2 separate regions of the Mus musculus genome follow, and region 2 is linked to region 1. Evidence: chromatin contacts called from public HiChIP or PLAC-seq data. All regions are on one chromosome and are shown on one strand. The core of a region is the stretch at or near the end of the contact, and the rest is flanking DNA. Distances in the headings are between cores, read along the strand shown.

What was found. HiChIP or PLAC-seq counts read pairs in DNA pulled down with a chosen protein or histone mark.
Region 2: an H3K27ac HiChIP or PLAC-seq map of microglia shows a contact between it and region 1, with 9 times the contacts expected there. The contact joins two enhancer-like sites. A contact is called at or near these places in 1 of 484 Hi-C or Micro-C datasets (Sertoli cells), 7 of 115 datasets of contacts at active chromatin or transcription factors (astrocytes, bone marrow-derived macrophages, embryonic forebrain and 3 more) and 1 of 9 other capture datasets (embryonic stem cells).

What each region holds. Positions count from the first base shown.
Region 1 is chr13:111,794,319-111,800,488 of GRCm38.p6, reverse strand. All of the region lies in intron 1 of Map3k1 (mitogen-activated protein kinase kinase kinase 1), which reads left to right. Among named protein-coding and RNA genes, the nearest start is that of Map3k1, 12 kb to the left of the region's middle. Within about 2 kb of position 3,863, at least 305 of the 459 cell types and tissues checked have an H3K27ac peak or open chromatin away from gene starts, as enhancers often do. A contact at or near this core is called in Sertoli cells, bone marrow-derived macrophages and microglia, where this site is marked.
Region 2 is chr13:112,342,455-112,349,167 of GRCm38.p6, reverse strand. It overlaps Ankrd55 (ankyrin repeat domain 55), which reads right to left. Exons shown (of 11, transcript NM_029898.3): 6 at 306-434. Among named protein-coding and RNA genes, the nearest start is that of Gm41065, 10 kb to the left of the region's middle. Within about 2 kb of position 3,412, at least 72 of the 459 cell types and tissues checked have an H3K27ac peak or open chromatin away from gene starts, as enhancers often do. A contact at or near this core is called in Sertoli cells, bone marrow-derived macrophages and microglia, where this site is marked.

The DNA.
Region 1 (6,170 bases), core at 2,614-5,113:
GCTTATTTGTTGGTCTGCAGTTTCTTTGAAATAACAATAAGCATAAAGCTGCCCCCAGTATATTCTCAGCTTTTTCCCTCGATTTCCGAGGGTCGGGCACTCAGTTCTAGCTTCCCACCCAGCATCGCCCAAACTGTAAATTACTGAAGGTTTGGGGTTAACGAGAGTCGCTTGCAAAGCGTTAATTGTGTGTGTGTGTGCTCTAGGACAGCACAGCATGGCCGTTTCTACTGCTTTTCCTCTGAGAAGCATTTTAATTGATTCTATTTGTTACTGATTTTCAGGATTTTAGTTGGTGCTTTTTTTATTGGACCTTAGATTTTTTTTTTTAAAAAGATGTGACAAGTTGGGGAGGTAGCTCAGTCATAAAGGACGCTTCACCTCTGCAGAGGCTGCAAAAAGAAAAGCAGGCAGACAGACAGACAGACAGACAGAAAAGGTGGGCCAGGAAGTGTGGGTACTATCTCCTTCTTTACGGTGCTGATGACAACCCAGAGTGTCCCACATGCTAGGCAAGGGCTCTCCCAGGAGCCAGATCCCCGCCTGTATTAGTATTCTTGAAAGGGAGGGTTGTGTCTTGGGGGGAAGGCATGAACATAGATCTTATAGGTTGGCTTTAAACTCCGTAAACCGCCTGGCTGCCCAACTGTGTCCCTCTGCGTCTGCTTCCCAGTGCCAGGACAAGTGCCACCACACCTGGCTTACTCTGAAATTATACATTTTATTATTTAGTATACTAAGTATACACCTCTCTGCCGTTTATATTACAGTGATGAAGTAAACTTCATCAATAAAATAATAAATGACATATATACATATATATGTCACTAAAGCTTAATTTGACAATTCAAAACAATATAAATATCTAAAGATAGACACCTATATGTGTATATACATACATACACATATATACATATATATACATACACTTATGCTCTTGGCTTCGTAAAATAAATATGCTGGCATAAATTGTTGTATGAAAGGGAATGTGTATTTTAAAATATAATAACACAGCCAGATTGTCCTGTGAAACCTCGTGTCAGTTTACATCCATGCCATAGTAGGGGACAGTGACCATTTTGCCAGCCTTACTAACATGGTATATTGCCACAGTTGTGTTTCATCTTCCATTTTTGTCAAGCTGGTGGGTAAAAGAAAATTTCCCACTTGAACTTGCATGTCTTTAGCTTGATCTTTTCGTTCTTGAGGCGGGGGTGAGAATCCTACATCCCCAATTCACCACATTTCAAGCTCTGTGCTGGAGAAAAAGAAAGCCAATGGGCGCCCAGAAACAAGAGTCTCTGCTGACTCAGCCGTGAGAGTGCCCTCCTCCAGTGATGGCTCTCTATATCCAGCTGTCACCTGAGGAGGTCTCCCAGGCAGGGCAGAAGGTGGCTGTCATTACTCCTTGTGCTCTGCCCTCACAGGAGAGCCTCCATGGCCTTCAGGATGCCTTCCTGGGTATATATGCTGGCACCATCTCCCTATGGGCTCTGCTCTCTCTCTTCCACCCTGTCAGCCTCACTCACCCTGAGCTGGCCTGCCCTTCTCCCCCAAGGGTCCTTGCCCTCTCAGACTTTTCTCCATCCTTAACATGAAGTGCAGTCTCCCTAATGCAGTTTAGATGCTCTGGGATGCAGCCTCCTGTCATCCCCAAATGCCACCTCCCCCATAGACACAGAAACAGAACACCTGAACCCTTCCATGGCCACTGTTTAACGCTCCTGTCTGAAGGGCTCACTCTGACTCCTCAGTGAACTATTTTTTGTATGTTTTTATTCTTTGAAATAAAGAATTATTGGTATTCTACTAAAAATACATGTGTCTATTTGTGGAAGTCAGCCCTGAGCTGTAAACACTGCCCAACTCCTTGGTTTAGAAGTTCTCTATAGTCACTGCTCTTAAAGCGTCTTCGTCTTCTCTTTGTCGCTCGCTGAGTGTGTGCTCGCTGAGTGTGTGCTCGCTGAGTGTGTGCTCATGCCTTTCAGCGCAGCAGCACCAACAGACAGAGCGGTGTCTGAAGCACACGCTGTAAAATGAATCAAGTGTTCTAACTCACCGGTGTTAACGTTTCAGACGTGCGCTGGCAGGGGAAAATGTTGGTACCAAGCCGAGACTGCCCTTGAGACTAATCCAAGGCCATCACGGGTCAGACCAAGAGGTTCAAATGCTTCAAGCAGAGAGCCTGGCTGGGCATGAGCACGTCTGTGGCAGGCTTGTGTCAGCTGCCAGGCCCCCACAGCCCCTCTCCATGAGCCTGGGGCAGCGGTCTTAGAGGAACAGAAGGAAGGGCAGTGTAGTGAGTGTGATAGCATGAGTGACCCGTGTGAGTCACCACTCTTGAGTACGGGACACCATCCCTTCAGTAACCTTGAGTGTCAGCTGTCCTATAGTGTGTCCCTGAGAGTGTGCTGCGAATATCTGCCTGGCTCGGGGACATGCCACTAAGCCCTGAAGCATTCTTAAGAGTGGGACACTCACAAGAGGCTCTCAAGAGAATCCATTGGCTAAGAGGGTGGAAAGTACAGAGGCCCAGAAGTCAATGTCAGCGTGATTAGAAATCTGTCCTGGGTAGCTCAGGCAGCCCCACCTGAATGGAGAGAGGGTGCAGATGAGGCTCAGACACCTAGGATAAGGTCCCTGGCTCTGGCCAGCTGGAGAGCTAGACAGAGATCTCCACCTGGGTTTTGTTCCACGGACCGATCCTTAGGTCTCAGTGCTTAGAACTAAATAAAAAGCCTTTGTAGCTGGACGGGTAACCACGCTGCACCAGGAAGTGGGTCAGCAGGCTCAAAGGAGGAGTTTCTGAGCTGGGAGCCAGACCTGCCAGCCACCTATTGCCATCAGGCCCCTGGGAATGAATACCACTCTGGAGTCTCCGCTTCATATCTCTGAGCTCCAAAATGGAGTGGGTGATCGTGAGACAAGATCCCTTTTAAACGTCTCTCATTAACTTTGATGCCAGCCACTGCCCATAACTGCAAAGGCTTGTACTTAGCCGCTCTTGTTTTTAGCAAAGGCCATCTGTGCACATAGTGATCATCTTGTTAGAAATTCATTTCTCCTTACTATTTTGTAAGTTTTTTTTCCACGGGGCGGGGGGGGGGAATGGAAAAGTGTAGCTTTTCGATTCTGCAATGTGGGGTGAAATAGCTGTTAGTCTGGTGGCAGGCTGAGGTCCTGGAAACCCCTGCTCTGTGCTGCTCACGTGCAACAGACCCAGGAAGGAGTGGCAGGGAGCCCCTGAGGCCACTCTGAGCCACAGCTTTCAGACTCAGACTGTCCCCGCCCAGCTCAGGCAAGACTCCTCCTCCTCTGAGAGTCCTGACCCACTTCCTGGTGCGCTGCAGGCACTGTAGCTGACCAGCGCTCTCAGCTCTGTGAAGTTTAGTGTTTGTTTTCCTGACCCCAGGTCGTCCTTCAAATTCTTGTTCCTTTCTGAAATTTAATTTTGAAAGTTATTTTTTGTGGCTAAATTTATTGAAAGTTTGTTTGTTTGTTTGTTTTTTAATAAACTCTTGCGGTTTCAAACTGTTTATCACCCGTGAAGAGAAGCTTAAAGTACTATAAAGAGAAGCAGTGGAAGGTAACACATGGCCACATACACCTGTAATCTCAGTGCTCAGGAGGCTGAAGGGGAGAGAGTGTTCCAGGCTAGCCTGAGGGACATAGTGAGAGATCCTGTGTACACACACACACACACACACACACACACACAGAGACATTGAGGCTGCTCATAACCCACTGCTGAGCAGTGGGACCTTAGCAGGAATTGCTGTTTGTCTCAGATTGGTGGTGAAGAACACTTGAGACTTCCTGCTTCTGCAAGCCCGCCCCTCAGTGTTGCAATGTTGCCATCAGATATAGAGATAGGTGGCTGGGGCCTCACTGTACGTTCCCAGCACGTGATTTCCAGACCAGGCTGGGTGAAGGGCAGAACATTTGTTACAGATTGATTCCCGAGGCACCATTCTGAACCTTTGTGTCAGACTGTGATGACTGGCTGTAGGTTCTGTCGCTAGGGGATGAGGCAGCTGGACTGTCAATCTGCACAGCGCACACTTGGGCCTCTCCTGCAGTCTCCAAAGTGGAGAGTGAGCCACTCCTCCTCCATCCCGAGAGGGTTTGCTAGGAGACCTCTGACAACAGCGCCAAAGACCTGGGAAGAGAACCTCCCCTCGTGGGCATAGGCCCAAAAGATTTGGCGTCGGAGAGAAAAGGCTAAGCTGAAGAACTTGTTACTTTCTATTCTACCTCCTTCCTGGGCCAAGTTTTGTTGATACAAAGTCATTAGCATCTGAAGTCAGCTTCTCTCTGAATCCAGCAACTTGGTAAGAAATGCATCTGGCATTTTATTGTACAGTATAATACTGTATACATGTTGATGGGTCCCCCTGTCCCCCCAAAAATGCTAGATGTCCCAGATCTTAATCCATGCAAGTGAGTTAGCAGAAACCTCGTATCCAGGGCTGGGGATGTAGTTCAGTTGGTACTGTTCTAGTCTTCCTGAAGCTCTGGTTCCATCCCTAGCACCACACCTGGACACCTAGGGGCCTAGCCTGCACCCTGGCTGTTCAGGAGGTGGAGGCCTAAGGACCAGAAGTTCAAGGCCACCCTGAGGTGCCTGAAACCCTCTAGAGATCCTTTTACAGGGGTCAACTAATACCATCTGTATATCAGATATTTACAGTTCATAACAGTAGCAAGATTACAGGTGTGAAGTAACAGCAAAATACAAGTTTATGGCTGGGGTCCCACAACCTGAGGAGCTGTGTTACAGGCCTGCAGCACCCCTGCCCGGCTGGTTGGTTCTGTCTTTTAATGCTTGTGATTACCTACCTTAAACTCTCTGTCCTTGTTCATTGGGTTCCCTCTGCCCCAGCTATTTCTTTTTGTGTGTATTTAGAGCACATGAGTTAATTTTATAATAATCAGAAATGTTTTAAATCACAAAACTAGCCCAAAGCCAGAAAATTTTGCACTGTTGGCTGCTGATTTTTTTTCTGATTTTGATGCTAATGTAATGCTAATCTTCTGTTTGTTTGCTGTTTGGTTTTTTTGTTTGTTTAAGTGTATTAATAAGAAGCATCGATGCTCAGATTTGCATGATTTTTAAAGGGTCTCAGCTTAGGAATCTGCTTTAAATATTGATTCATTCTTTCACCAATACTTAGGTAGTCATTAAGTCCAAATCTTTTTATACATATAAAATGCTCTTTCTTTAAATAATTAAAATTGTTTCAGAAATCTCATCACTTGCCACTCTTAATTTGTGCCTTCTTGAGTCTCGCCTTCTTGTCTCTTCTTGAGTTTCTTTGATTCACTGTGAACTGAGTTCAGAGAATGCGATCACTGCAGAGGCTGGCCTCTCTCACAGGCTTCTGTCACCTGGGATCTCTACCTGGACCTGAGGGATAGGCCTTCTAGCCCTGTGGCTTTCATTGGCTCCAAACACACAGGACTATTTTGGAGGTTTTCTCTCTCTCTTTTTTTTTTTCGTTTTTGTTTTTGTTTTTGTTTTTCGAGACAGGATTTCTCTGTATAGCCCTGGCTGTCCTGGAACTCACCCTGTAGAGCAGGCTGGCCTCGAACTCAGAAATCCGCCTGCCTCTGCCTCCCAAGTGCTGGGATCAAAATAGGGAAAGTGAGGTTGCGTGGTACCTGCGTAGCCCAGGCTGAAGCACATGCCCGGGGGTTCAGATCCCTCACAACGGTCCCCATAAACAAGCCATGCTCAGGAGGGCATTGAGCAGCCGCAGCCCTGGGTGTGGAAGCAGCCATAGGCACTCCTTTCAGGCTGGAGCAGGAGAGAGAGCTGGGAGATGGAGAGCAGTCCCCAGAGCCAGTGAACTTCAACTCGGAACCCTCTTTCCAGGGAATTAGACCTTGAGAGAAGAGAGGAAGAACTCTCCCCAGAAGCCCTTGGGCCTCCAAATCTGTTTTCTGCTTGTGACAAAAAGATCAGACCCAGTCTCAAGTGAGGTAGAAGGTGAGGACCAACCCAGGAGGCCCCCGAGCTTCCGAATGTGCACAGGCCACAGATGTTCCCACACCTACACGTGGGCGACTCGCTCAGACCTGTAAAAACTAAACACAGTTTTAGATTTAAATGTGTCTACTGTGATGTGCAAGAAACTAGACTCCAAATGTGGTTAAATTTCCTTATTACA
Region 2 (6,713 bases), core at 2,163-4,662, 550 kb before region 1:
GGCAATTCTCTGAGGGTTTCTGGAAGTCAATCGTAAGCATTGAATGTAGGGGACAACATTGCAGGTTTGTGAGTGTGTGTGTGTGTGCGCGCGCGCACGTGTGTGACTTGCTGTTGTCTTTCTGCATGTAGGAGGAGGGAAAAGGAGTAGAGACAGTCCTCCTTGATCTATCATATTAATTTCAGATAAATACCAGGACGACCATGTGGGATAGTTCCCACTTTTGTGGATGACCCGTGCAGAAATTAGTTAACATGGCTTTACATCATTTAAAGCCGAGACAAGCTCACAGCCTGCTTTCTTACCTGGACTGCCCAGTGGAGGGCTGTTTTAAAATCCTTGTCCACAAGGGTGGGGTCTGCCCCCTTCTTCAACAGCATTTGGGTGTGTTGAGGCCGGTTGTGGAAAGCTGCCCAATGGAGTGGCGTCATCCCCTGAAATATAATGATCAGAGGGGACAGAGATGAACAGGGTTCCCAAGAGGAAACAAGATACATTCTTCGGAGAACACACCCACTGCTGTTAGTTTGTTACCATTCATTCATTAAATGGTTTGGTCAAGGGATAATTGATGATTAACCTTCTGCCAAGTTAATAGGTGCTGAGGATAGGAAAGTGAGTATAAGAATCAAGATGCCTGCCCTCATGGGGTTGAGCTGTGGGAAAATAAAGGAAGACAGACAATACATACACATGAAGGAGTCAGGGGATTTCCCTGATTGGCAGTGGTCACACAGAGTATAACCAAGGGAGCAAGGTCTATTCTAAAACAGGCTTTCATGAGACAGATTGAAGGAAGAGGCACAGCAGCACCAAGCCATGTAGCTGAGAATATGCACAAAGACAGCAATAATGGAAGAACACAAGCCCCGCCATGTCCTGCACACTGTGTGACTGCTGAGGTCCCAGTGCCTAGAACAGAGACTGTATGCATAGCTGTGGGATGAATGAATGAATGAATGAATGAATGAGTGAATGAACTAGAGAAGAGGAGAGATGAAATCCCAGAAGGCCAGTGGGAATGCTAGTCCTGCATAAACCATTGGGATTTTATTTCACATTAGCGGAAACACAGTGGTGGTTTCAAGTGGATGTTGGAATGATCTGATTTACATTGTTGGGAGGGACTTCTTGGAGAACGGGGCTAGCTGAGTCTGTCTGCTGCAGCTCAGCCTCTGAGAAACGAAGGTCATACAGATAAGGGATGGCCTGCGGCAGGTGATTTTATGCTGGGCAAGGGTGCCTGCCCTCAAGAAACAGTGGTATTTGGGAGTACGAAGGGAGGGATGGTTTCTCCCTGATCACACCTCTCACCTGCATGAAAACATTCAAAGTGAACTGAGTTTAGGATTTCCGAGGAAAGGCCAAGGCACAGAAAAGCTATGGAATTTCTCTTTTATTGCTATTCCTGCAGACAGCGTGAAGACAGGCAATAGGCCTGCCCTGCCTATCAGATGAGCTGAGTACAGGTGACAATCCTTGATCTGGTCACCCCAGAATATTTATTGATCCAGAAACTCATCAGAGTTCTTACAGCTATTATCTTACTCTATCTCCCAAACCACCTTCTGGTGTAAAGGCTACGGGGAATCTCTCCCCATGTTCCTAGGATATTTCCTGTTCTCCCAGGCCATACAATCAGACCACGTTCTAAGTGTTCTACACCTGGGTCAATCATGGAACTGAGTTGTAACCATTGGAAAATGGACAGAGGGCACAAAGACTCCCTTGAAGCCTGGTCCCCTTCTCATCTCACTGAGTGTGGAGGATGACAGGGCTGTTCCCCACAAGGGCAAAGCCCGAGACCCTAACTGAAGAGAGATTGTCAGAGAGCAGATACACCTCACCAATCAGCATCACCATGATGGGAACCAAAGTGTATTTTCTTGTGCCAAGATATCGATATTTTGTGTCACCAGAGCAGTTAGCAAACCCCGATCTCTGCCATTGACCTCTAGAAGAAGAAATAGCCCCAGTGAAGTGCTCACCTTGAGTGAGGCCAGGCTCTGAGGATGGTGGAGCACTGAGCTTAGGATGCTAAATCACCTCAGCCAGTTTCATATTTTAAATCTGTAATTTATGGTGCGTTTGCAGGTTTCAAGTTACAGCTGTCCTCTAGCACTGAGCCTCTAGAGCCGGTCTTGGGGCTGTTTAGCAAATTGATTCCATATGGAAAGGAATATTTACCCAAAGACGTTGGGGCTTGCCTATTTGACACAACTGCTGCATTTTCTCTTGGAATGTAGAGTTACTCCATGAGTTTCTGTGGGGCAGTGAGCTGTGCACAGAGAGCCTGGTCCCCAGTTGAGCATAAGCCTTGAACCCCCGGTGACCCTAAGGAACCGCAGGTGTTCGGCCACACCTCCTGGGGCCCTGGCTCCGGTCACAGCTACAGCCTCCCACAGCTGCCCCCATCCCTACCCCCTGCTCCCAGCAGAGAAGTGTGTGGCCATCAGTCATATAGGCAATGCCCCAAGTTCCTAGTATTCTGTCCAAACTCCACCCCCACAGTTACCTGGCAACAGACAGGTAGACTGGGCCCACTATAAAAGGGGCTATTTGCCCCTCCTCTTTCTCTTATTCTCTTTCTCTTATTCTTGTTCCCTTGCTCTCCCTTTCTCCTCCTTTCCTTACTCCCTCTCTCCACGCGACGGCCATGGCTGACCTCTACTTCTCTTCTCTCTCTCTTTTTCTCCCTCCCTCCTCCCCTCTCTCTCTCCCTGCTTTTTTACAACAAATGCCTTAAAACCATGGACTGCCTCTGCTCATTGGGATCGGCCACGCTGGAGCAATGGAGCAGGTCTTTCCCTAACGAGCGCTAACCTCTGTCCAGGAGGCCTCTCTGCGCTCCAGCCAACATCCAAGCCATTTGCAGAACAAGCTGCCAGGCAAGACAAGGAGTCTCATCCCTGCGGTAACCAGCCGGAGCTCTCTCCTCCCTGCCCTTCTACCTTCAGCCCGGGCCAGAGTCCATCCTCGGGCCCTACTCTGTTCTCAGCTCTTCCATGACGTCCAGTGGCATCTGAGATGTCCAAGGCTGAGAACCTGACATCTCTGGCCTCTGTGCCAGAACTGGCTCTTCTGAGGCACACAGCAGGGAACCTCAGACTGTGCGTTTCCCACCCCTGGAGTGGGGTTCTATGGCTTCTCACAGCCAGATGCCCACCTGGTGGTGCGGTGGGGGTGCATGCAGTCAAACTCCCCACTTGGGGACCCCATTTTTGACCCACATATGCACATACATGCACAAAAGCATGAATCTGTACACACACACACACACACACACACACACACACACACACACACACACCGGAAAGGAAATGTGTAATAGATAGCAAGGACTATATAGAATTATGATTTAAGCACATGGGAATTCACTGTGAAAATGTGGTTGTAAATTAAACTGCAGTTATGCAAGGCTAGCAACTGTGTCCCACTTGGACTTGCTACATTGTAAACGTTTTTCTTTTAAAACAATAAAACATCCAAGGGTAACTCCTACATTTTTTGATAAAGGAGTAAGGCAGTAAGAATGTTACTTTGTTTTAAAAGCATTTATTAGTTTATTTTGTATGTGTGTTTGTGCCAGAGCACATGTTGAAGTCAGAGGACAGCTTGTAGCTTTGGGTTCTCGCTTTCTCCGGATAGAACTCAGGCTGCCTGGCTTGCTGGCAAGCACCTTTTCCTGCTTAGCTATCTGGTCAACCCAAATGTTACCTCTGGACACCTATTTGGCACCAAGAAGCCTGTACGTGTTATCTCAATGTATTCTGACAGTGACCCCCAAGGACAGGAGTTTTAGAATCCTTTTTAAAGTGAGGAAGCCGAAGTAGACAGGTTAAGCAATTTGCCTGTGACACTGGCTGTGACACTTGGTAAGGCTGGAATTCTAATCTGTATGCCCATGGTTCTGAAGAAAATGATCTTCATTATATTGGTAGATTTCTATGCTTGGAAGGGAACTCAGTTGCTGGGAAATTGTGGTGGGTGGGTGGGTGGGTGGTGGTGTGTGTGTGTGCGTGTGTTTGTGTGTGTGTGTGCACGCGTGTTCGTGTGTGTGTGTGTGTGTGCGCACGCGCATTATCTTAGCTGACTCACTTTATGCAATGGTGGTTCTCACTAGGGAACAGGTTTGTCTCTAGGCTTCTAACAGTATAGCTAGCGACACTTTAGAAATGACTCCTTTGTTGTTTTTGAGACAGGGTTTCTCTGTGTAGCGCTGGCTCTACTAGAACTCACTCCATAGACCAGGCTGACCTCCAACCTGCCTCTGTCTCCCAAATGCTGGGATTAAGGGTGTTTGCCCCTATTGCCTGGCTAAGTTTAATATTTTAAATGTATTTTTTACCCTGCTTTCGTTGGTTAGAAAAGCAGTTAGGCATTGCCAAACCTGCATGTCCAGCAGAGTTCACTCTGAAGGAATAGTAACTAGCCTCTTCCCGTTTCCCCTTTTAAACTGAGTGTTGGGGTTAAAGGCGTTACAATTAGCCATGGCTAGAAATAACTCTTTTTTTTTTTTTTTTTTGCCACCAACTATGACTTGCCTTAACTTCCCTGAATGCTGTTACATTGTAAACATTTGTAAACTTTCAGTAAAGAGAAATTTCCTGTTGCTACTCCCCCCCTCCCCCAAGCTGAGCTAATGAGAAATAAAAATAACCCCCCTTGTGGCATTCTAAGCTTTCAAACGGGGAAGCAGGGTAAGTCACTGCTAGGCAGTCACAGGAACTGTGCAAGCCATCCCTAGGAACATTGCTTTCTCCTTGCGTCAGTTTCCATGGAGCCTGCGGGCAGTCAAGGCTGTGCTGGTGAAGGCTTTGGGGTCCATATCCAGGCAGGCTTCATTCAGGCTTGGGAAGCTGGTCTGTGCTAAGCCGCGGTAGACATCACAATGGAAATGTGAAACACGTAAATGTGGAAGCTGTGCATGGCACCAGGCTCATAGCAGGCATTCAAGATGTTTTCTAGACTTAGTGAGTTCCAGTTTATTAAGGATCTCTGGGACACAGGAAGTATGGAACCCGTTGGATGTGAGATGGCTACCTTCATCTGCTTTTCCCACTGTCTGTGTTCTTGGCTCCCTGGAGGGTTTAGTTGGACCACGGAAACATTCCAGAGGTGAAAGCTGAAGAATCAGAAACATGGTGCACAGAAGTCCCCAGATGGCCTTGGTGACATGGAATTCCATTTTTATGAAAAATAAACATCAGTTCAAAGACCGGAAGAATAATTCACACTAACTTAGGAATATAAGAACACATGTTCTTTGACAGGGTATGTCTTGAGGTCACCCTAGAGCTCAGTGCCGGTTGTAGCTGGTGGTGCACAGGATGGCCGTTGTGAAATGCCGATGAGTAACTCTATGTCCTGAGCCAGAACATTCCATTTCAACGTCTGCTTAGCTGACAGGTACTGAAAGAATCTCAGAGCTCCCTCTCTGACAACCACTGCTAACTTTTTTTTTCTGAACCAGAAATCTGACTCATGTGAAGCAATTTTACTATCACCTCTCCTTAACACTGAAGGACACAGAGAGTAATGATGATGTGAGCACACAAAGTGTCTGGCTTGTCCTAGGTGTTGCAGAGGACAGGACAATAGCAGGGAGCTGAGAGATAAGCAAAACATCTCCACACCTCGAAGGATCTAGAACTGCATGGAAACTCAGCCTCTCCCTCCTTGGTATTTAAAAACTGAATGGAAAAAAAAAAAAAAAAAGACATGACTGTTTCCTAGACATGAACTGAGAAGTTTTACTGTATATGAATTGGGCCATGAGAGAATAGGGGGTGAGGAGAGAGAGAGAGAGCAAGAGAAGAGAGAGGGTGGGTAAGAGGCAGGAGCATGCCAGGAGACCAACCAACAGGCCAGGAGGCCGGGTTTCCAAAATGGTTGTTGTTATATAGGAAAGAGAAGCTGGGGACAGGGAAGGGGAAACCCCGCCCCTGGTAGGCAGAGCTTTAGGGTAGGGGGCGGGGTGAGAGATGCTGGGAGGAGCCACAGGTACAGCGTGAGAGCTAACCAGCACCTACTTTGATATATCAACAGGCACCTCAGCCTTTTGTCCCTGGTTTCTTTGAGGTCAAACAAAAATTCACATAATATTAACTCCCCAGTCACATGTGGGCATTCCCCACAAAGTTATAGAGCATCCCTCAGGGGGGGAAAAGGTTAGAAATGTATGTTGTTCTCTATTTTATTTCACTTCTACTTGGAAGAAACAAACAAAAACAAAAACAAACAGACAAACAAAACAAAACAAAAAAAGAAAGAGAAAAAAAAGAAAAAACCAAACCAAACAAAAACATAAAAACCAAACTCCTTCAGATAAGAAAGATCTGTAAATTGATTCCCTATCTTTGCCTTGGAGTTTCCTAGTCTAGAAAACCAGCTAACGTCACAATAGCCAAAGGTTACAACTGGAGATTAATAACTGAGGTTGGGTCTTAGTACTGGAGACAGTGACAATAACGTCGTGTTTCAAGAACCCTCTCTCCGTAGAGTTGCCAAAGTGATGCAGCCACTAAAAATCTCCTTAGAATGGAGATTTCTGTAGTGTAGGTCAGACACTACTGTAAGGGAAAAGTTAAAGATCATAGAGTAGAGGCAAACTCTAACAAGAACAAAATAAGCAGAGGCTGGGCATGGCGGCGCACGCCTTCAGTCGCAGAATTTGGGAGCCAGAGGCAGGCGGATCTCCTAGTTTGAAGTCA